Linked DNA regions of Mus musculus: region 1 is linked to region 2. The links are chromatin contacts, called in public HiChIP or PLAC-seq maps. All regions are on one chromosome and are shown on one strand. Each heading gives the region's core, a stretch centred on a gene start, on an enhancer-like site or on the middle of the called end of the contact. The rest is flanking DNA. Distances are from core to core; before and after follow the strand shown. Region 1 overlaps Kifap3 (kinesin-associated protein 3). Region 2 has its middle 44 kb from the start of Gm24940.

Region 1 (4,290 bases), core at 1,286-3,785, 490 kb before region 2:
TGAGAGAAGTGGTATAAATGCAGACCATCATCTTAAATGTAAAGGTCAGACTAATAATAGAGTATGTAATCTGAAGACGGAGGCCAGTACGCCAATAGCTGTACAAAACATGTATTTATATCTATTATTTGAGGACATGAATTTTATTTGGAGCAAAGTATGGTGTAAAATGTGCGACACTCTAAAAATAAAGTAGGTGTTCTTGATGCCAACATTTTGAGATCAGAACAATCTACAATTCACAGATTTTAATAATCATGTTTTTTATTTTGACATTTAATTGTGGCTATCTGTCACAAAAACATGTTTACACAGGTTTTATGGTATATGCATGGGAAGAAAAATGTTTTCAATTTTGTTTTCTAAGAAGGCAGGTATCTTTATATTTGGTTAGACTAGACTTGTCCAGTATTAGCATCTTCCCTACAGGAACTAAGATACTACACCACCTTGGGTCTTGAAGATTCTTGTACTCTAAAGGCCGCCATCTTCTTGTTCTTCCAGTCATTTTCTACAGGAATCATGGGGTGGATGGTATGATTTTTCTCATCAGGACTCATGAGCCATAAATCCCACCTAAACCACTACAGTTTTATATATACTCTTCATGGCAGGGCTTTTAAATGAGCACTCCTTTTAGAGTTATTTATAGTAACTTTCCCTAATGGCATCCCAAGAAAAAACCAGGCTGCCAGCCATTGGTATGTGGGCATTGGTAAGGTCTGTGCATTTTGAGCAGAGCAGTGGACAGATGGACTATTTTGAGAAGTATGTCTTAATAACTGATGTGAATTAGTCAAATCTGTTTAAGCAATAAGGGCAGGGTTGAAAAAAACAGCCCACTCATTATGATTCCTTTGGTATTTATGGCAATAAACATGAATCATGATGAACTCACTGGCTATTAAATGCAGAGGTCTAAGCACTTTGATAGGATTTCCACAGGACTTCACCGTTAACTAGCTGGGTCATTATTCCAATGTGTTACTGAATTATCTTAGCATTTGTGCAGCCGTTCTCCCCAAAATTGGCCATTCCCAGCTGAGGGCAGTTAATACCTTAACAAACTGGTCATTAACTCCGATAACTGATTTTGTGGGAATTATTGCACATATAAAGTACATTCAAGAGTTTATATGAAGTCTTGTCCTCCTTTTCTTTTAAAAGAAATTTACAGCTATAGTTCAGCTGGAGCAGCTAAAGCAGGAAGAAAAATCAGTTTTCTGGGCTGCTCTTATACTTGGTTTTCCAAGCAAGAGGCAAAACACATGCTGATCAGTTCTGAGTTTTAAAATGTTCTTATTTCTTTCATCTCTAAAGTGATCAGGAGAAACGTCACTCGGCCATTAATTTTATAAGACTCTGGAGATTTTCCAATCACAGATCACTCAAACAGAAATGTGAATTTTGAACATTAGAATATAAAGTCAAAGTTCTGTTCTTGCTCCATTTCCCAGCTGAACACTAGATCACAGTGAACGCCCACACGATGAGCCACATTATTAGCCTGATTCTCCTTCCCTTCTACACCCCATGTCCTCGTAGTTAAAGTGGAACACTCCAAGCGCGCCTCTACTAGAACAGTGCAGCACCGAGGTGATACATCACCCGAGTTCGCTCTGAGAATACAGCACGCTACAACTATCATGTCTAAGTCTAATATAGAATTAGAGCTCTTAATGCCGATTAATAATATAGTATGAAGAGTATGCCACAGGTTAAACCAACCTCTCAAAATTTATCTGCAGCAATTATTGAATACAAATATCTTCTATATCAAAATGTACTAAAATGAATTTAAGATTATTATTGAAAATTATTTATCTGGTGGTAGGGATTGAAACTAGAGCCCCGGGCATGCTTGATAAGCACTTTACCAACGAGCTACATCTTCAGTCCTAGAACATCTTTAGTAGATACTTCCATATAATTTTATGCATAGTTCATTACAGCAAATATATACGAATTACTATTTAAGTAGGTTACAGTGGAATTTGGACAGTCCAATTTTCAAGACTGTAGTTCTAGTGGGTGGTCTTTGTTTTGTAATAGACTTACTGACAGCAGCACCTAGATGAGGAACTGAAATGATCAATACAACAACTGAAAAGCAAGAGTTAAGTGGGAAAACGGAAAGCACCTATAGGTTACGATGGTCAGCACAAACCAAGCTTAACATATCAAAATGAGAAATAAAATTGGCAAATCTACCATTATGCTAAAAATCAATTTAAGCTAATTTTATACTAATTATTCCAAGGACTCTAATATTCAAAAAGTAATCTAATATTCAAAACAGACAAAGTTTCATTCTTTTAAATATATTTTCAACCTGTCTTCAATTAGTTTATTACCTTGTTTGTAATTTTTTATTATGTCCAGAGAATACTGTTGCAACTTGTTTGTCATTATCTGGCTCACTTCAGATACAAATGATAAAGACCAAAATAAATCCCTTTAAAAGAACCACTTTCTAGCTCAGAGTGGAAACCAGCCACTTAATGTGCCAAATTTCACCATGGAGCATGGAGACAGCCCAGGCAACATTCACACACACAGTATTGGAACCAGCTGGTGGTACAAGAATCTTAGGAAAAAAAAAGGCTCCTTGATTTAATTGGGAAAACAGGAGGAAGCATAAATTTTACTGCCATTAATAACTTCAAGCATCTTGATATGGTTGTACCTCAGCCTGACTGAGACATGTGCTTTCTGTTAAAGTGTTTGCCACATCTGACCCTATTGTTTGCTCACTTGATCAGGTAAGAAAATGTAGGTTTATTCACAGGATAAATGAGGCTATTCAGTTTGAACAATGCAGTCTATGGGAAGTTGCCTTTTGAAGCAGATGTGTGAAATTTCCTAACAGTTTGGTAATAACCAGGCAAAACCAACTTACTCTAAAAGAATGAACTTATTTTCTTAAAGGAAACTACCATAAGAGCAAACTAATTTCAGATAACTGGATGGGAAAACAATAATCTGACCATTTCCAGTTTTTAATAAGCGAATCTAAAAAGCCCACTTCCAAAGCACTTTTTCTCTTTTACAAAAGAGATACATTTTATTCATTCATTTATGATGTTGTTGGTAAACTGAAAATTATAGACACACACACACACACACACACACACACACACACACACCTTGTATAAATTTAACCTGGTGGGAGAACTTCAAAGATGGTTAGAAAATAATTTTGTCAGCTTTTTAAAGAATGGTCATAAGAAATAACCATATATATATGTGTGTATAGTCACAATTTACAGTCCAACAATACCTTCTGGTGGTCGCCAACAATAAGTGCAGTCAGCTTTGTCTAAACCAGAAAACCCAAACTCCTGAGCTGGATGAAGCCCTACGGGTTAGGAACCCCTGGGAGTACCAGCCTGCCACAAAGACTGCCCTAACAGCACAGCACTCTCACTGAGAGCGTGCAACTGGTTCAATGCACGCTTTGGAACCTAGAGAGCCCAATAACGTTAGTGCATGCACAGACCAACCAAAGAAATTATGACCTGGCTATACACTTTAAACTGCAAAACGAAGGTTTCTGCTGATAGAAGTTTGATTCAAGATTTAAATTATGGAGAAGAAAAGAGAGAGAGGCCAAACAGTAATTTTTCCTGGGTGCAATGGCATATCCTGTGATCTAATACTTAGAGGTCTGAGGCTAGGTTAGCCTATGCAGAAAGCAAGACCACATCTTTAAAAAGAAGAAAACAAGTAAGAAAAAGAAAAAAATACAAATATATGTAAAGTTAAATACGAAAAGCTTCATGCAAATAGTATTGAGAGCCACACCTGAATCAGAGAGTGTGACTCTGAAGGTTACAGGAGAAATGAATGAGTTAATTTTTAAAGTTAATTTACATATAGGTTCATAAATTGTATATTAAAATGCTTAATACAGGCTAATCTCAAATTATGTAAAATATAAATCCGATTTTTAAATTTTAAGAAACATTCTAATTTTTGCTTGTAAATGGATTAAATAGTTATCCTAGGACATTAATTACTTATTTAACGTTTATATATTTATTTTCAGTATTCATTTTTAATATGTGTATCTGTGTCTGTGGGGCTGTATGCACAAGAGTGCAGGTGCCTTGAGACAGAGGCATCAGAGTTCCTGGAGCTGGTGTTACAGGATATGTCAGCCACCTGATACAGGTATTAGGAATGGAACTTGGGTTCTCTGCAAGAGCAGTATGTGCTCTTAACCACTGAGCCTTTTGCATACTTTTATTTGGCCAAGTCTGGAATAACCGGCTTGTTTTATAGATTTGA
Region 2 (3,869 bases), core at 409-2,908:
TCATTTAGCAAGGGAGTTATCTTGATTTATATTAATTAAGAAATGGAGGGTTGAGGAAATGTATTTACAATGGAGAACAACACATGGTTGATGTTTTTAAATGGATTTTTAATGACTTCTGAAATGTTTTCTAAATTGTGGGAAAGAAATGTTTAAACTGTTTGATGGAAGTTGATTTTTAAAGGTACATAGTATACTTCACATAGACCTTTCCTTTGAGCCTAACACCCTCAGAAACACTCCTGCTATGAGATCTGTTCATAAACTGCAGACCCACAGAGACAGACTTGTCATACCCAATCTTCTTGTTGAAGAAGTTCATTTTGCTGGCACAAGTCCCCTTGTTCTCTTAGTGTGTGTGTGTCCGTGCATGCGTGTGTATGCGTGTGTGTGTGTGTGTGTGTGTGTGTGTGTGTGAATACTTTGTAGATTATACATATGCTAGGTAACATTCATTTCTAAGATATTAAATGTAATTTTAGCCATTCTTAGGTTGTAAACTATCAGTATTTCAAGTCAGGGCTTTTAAATTTTCTGTACAAAGAACTATGCATGTGTAAATAAAATTGGGATGATATAGAAATATCAAGTTATAAATCACAACATTTGCAAAAGACACTTGAAATGGGCATTGAGAAACCAAACAGTCAAATAACAATGGAAAACCTTTGAACTTGCCCAGATTAGTATAAGGTTCTCAGACCCAAGTTTCATGTTTTCATTTTAATAGCAGTAAGCTACTTTGTTTATGTACATTCACTTTAAAACTCGATTTAAAAAGCATGGCACACATCGTATTTACGCACATGTTTACCACATATTTAAAGACAGATTCTAATGAGGCATGGCTATAAATACATAAAGGTCTGCGTGTCAACACTATTCCATTATAGAAAATATTTTCCTTCCTCCACTTCATTTCTAAAAATATGGAATGTTTGGAGAGGGCAGAGAGTGAAAGAGAAGTGCGTTGAATACTGTATACAGACATTGAAGGCAATTAATTGGCTTTCTTTCTTTCCCTATTTCTCCGTTAAGAACAAAAATAAATACATTGGTGTAGTGGTTAAACTACACAAAGCGCCAAGATGTAGGACAGGGCATTTCTACAGCATAGGGGTACTGTTCCCTCGGCCCTCCTCCACTATGAAATTCTCAGAACATTTGCTGGGTAAAATCAACTTTTGAAAGCCTAGTTGTCAAAACCTCAACATTTAGAGCTGCAAATTAAAGTGATTGCAAACAAAATATTTTTATAGGGGGGAAAAACATATACAGTCAAAAGTCAGAAAGAAGGGAGAGAGGGAGGGAAGGAGGGATGAAGAAAGGAAAGGGGGAGAGAGAGAGAGAGAGAATATGCTTGGGGGAGAAAAGAAAAGAGGAGAGAAGGGGAGAGAGAAGATAGAGTATATATAAAAGCAAAAAAAGCAAGTTTAAAGAATCTGATAAAACAATCAGATATAAACTTAAAATATGGAAGCAGAGTAAACATTACAGATGATGGCCTCAGCGAACCCCAATTCTGCAGGCTTTAGGCTGCCACACGAAGCATATTTTTCAAGAAAATTGGTTGCAGCCGTTGCGCCTTCCAGATTGTAGTGGCAGTGTGCAGAGACGACGCAGGTCTGAGTGATTCTCCCAAGAGCTGTGCTCTCTACCTTTGCAGGACTGGCTGGTTCCTCCTCCTAACCATATGGAATCCATCTCACTCAAGGACCTAGCCTGCTGGAGGGGTTTGGGGGGAAGCTAGGGGCTGCTGCTGGCATGCCACAGGAAAGTTTTATTTCCAATTGATTGGTTACAAATCAGATAAATATCGCTTCTAATGAAAGCAGCTTTGAACCACTGGAAATGTTATCTATAGGAGTCTGGGGTTTATCAGAAGTCAAATGTAGCTTTAATCACATCAACATGCTAATTACAGGCAAACAATAAAAGCTTTAAGAAATGATTGTGTGGGTTTTATTGCTATTGACAGTCGCTGGGGTATATTTATTTCGGGAGGTAATTGTCTGAAGACTTTCTCCAGAAAGACTTGTTTGTATAATTAAGCGCATGTTGGGCAAGCTTATCTGCCCATCGGCTTCTGCAAGTTATAGCTCCCTCAGAACACAGGAGCAATTACATGAGGAGACTCAGGGAGACGGCTTTTCAGTAGTTCATCCGTGAGGGCTAAAAAGTTAAATTAAATTAAAAGTGCTAATGTTCTCTGAAAGCACAGAATGTATTAGAATGAGAAATCAGGTTAGTTGCCAGAAGTTAACTAATAAAGCAATAAAGGTAAATAGAACGTTCCATGGTCAGTAATGTAAGAATATGGAAAAAATCTAAACCAGCTCAAACAGTTTCATTTCAGTGGACACCATCGGGGAGTGGGAGAGGAGGGAATTTTCTTCTTGGTGTATACAAGATCATTTAACAGGGTTGCACAACCCAAATCTGAAAATGTATATGAAGAGGAGACAAAATAGAAAACCGGGATACAGTGCACAGCTATGTATGTGGCAGCCTCTCTGGGTCTTTTGCTTTATTGTGGGTTTAGTTTTGTAACTCTCATAAATGGCCTTTAAGAGTTTCTAAAGCTAAGTGTGGTGGCTGTAATCCCAGCACTTGGGAGGGTGAGCCATGGGTGGGGGGAAGGGGAGGAGGGGATTGCTTGAGTTTGCTACCAGCCTGGGCTACATAGTGAGTTCCAGGCTATCTTCAGAAAATAATTGGGGTCCTAAAAGTTTGATAGGACCATCACTGGGCAATACTTGAATTCCTTTTCCATCCAAATAAACAGCACAGAGGAAATGGCTGTGCTTTGGGCATTGTTTTTAAATGTCCACTTAAATGCTGAAATCTATATCTGTATCTATAGATATAGTTATAGATATATGATTTTTTTCTATTTGGCTGCATTTTGATTGGACCAGAGAAAGAAAGGCCAACCTTTCAAACTATAAACTATTTTTTTTTTGTGTGCCATAAAGGATCATTGAACTGAAAAAAAAAAAACGTGGGGAACCCAATTTTTAAAAAACAATATACTGAAAGGTGTTGAACTGGATTTAATTCTTTCCATTCACAAATATTGGCCTCTGTTCAGTTTCCATTTAATTCAAACCAATTAAAAATGTGGCAAATCCTTGATCAATTTTTTTTTAACCTTTAAACAGGGTCAGTATTGAAGTTGTTGTCACATTTTAATGGGTTCAGGCTCAGTTTATTCAAGAGACAATCACGTTTGCTTTTAAAAGCCCTATAAAACCCAAGAGCTTTTAACCTTTTGGATGCATTAATAAAATGCTAATGACATCATAGCCAAGACCACATTTGGAGGTCTCCAAAACTCCAAATGACTGTTGTGGAAAGAAAACAGAATTTTAATCAAATGATCCGTTATTTTAATGGCCACTTACAAAACAGGAGATTTATTGAGAGGCATAAAGTTTGTTTGCACGAATGAAGGCAAAGCTCTTAAGAATTACCTTCCCCTGGATTTTCCCTCCCAGTGTTTTTTTGCAACATAATACTACTAAATATTTGTGAATTGTGACTCAAGTCTACAGTCTTATTTCTCACCGAATATAAAAGGAAGGCTAGGGAGAGAGAAAAAACTGGTGCCAATTTGTCTGCCCAGACTCTGATTTTTGGATAGAGATTCTTTTTTTTTTTTTCCAGAGAAGGATTTGGTGGGAATGTTTCTCCCTTCAGGGTGAGATATCTGATATCCATCCTGAGACCAGTCATAAGGCCATACTTTCAAGCAAAACTGTGCAAGCGGGGGTAAGGGGGCGGGGGGAATGTTAAGTCTTTGGGTAAAATTCTCATGTAATTTACAGCAGATCTCTACCAGTTTCCGCTGGGCAATTAAGGCTCTTTTT

The links. HiChIP or PLAC-seq counts read pairs in DNA pulled down with a chosen protein or histone mark.
Region 1: a contact with region 2 is called in an H3K4me3 HiChIP or PLAC-seq map of embryonic limb bud, with 5 times the contacts expected there. The contact joins two enhancer-like sites. A contact is called at or near these places in 3 of 115 datasets of contacts at active chromatin or transcription factors (the NIH/3T3 cell line, craniofacial prominence and embryonic limb bud) and 1 of 9 other capture datasets (embryonic tail).

What each region holds. Positions count from the first base shown.
Region 1 is chr1:163,842,451-163,846,740 of GRCm38.p6, reverse strand. All of the region lies in intron 10 of Kifap3 (kinesin-associated protein 3), which reads right to left. Among named protein-coding and RNA genes, the nearest start is that of Kifap3, 65 kb to the right of the region's middle. Within about 2 kb of position 2,535, at least 13 of the 459 cell types and tissues checked have an H3K27ac peak or open chromatin away from gene starts, as enhancers often do. A contact at or near this core is called in embryonic limb bud, where this site is marked.
Region 2 is chr1:163,356,145-163,360,013 of GRCm38.p6, reverse strand. No RefSeq gene overlaps it. Among named protein-coding and RNA genes, the nearest start is that of Gm24940, 44 kb to the left of the region's middle. Within about 2 kb of position 1,658, at least 25 of the 459 cell types and tissues checked have an H3K27ac peak or open chromatin away from gene starts, as enhancers often do. A contact at or near this core is called in embryonic limb bud, where this site is marked.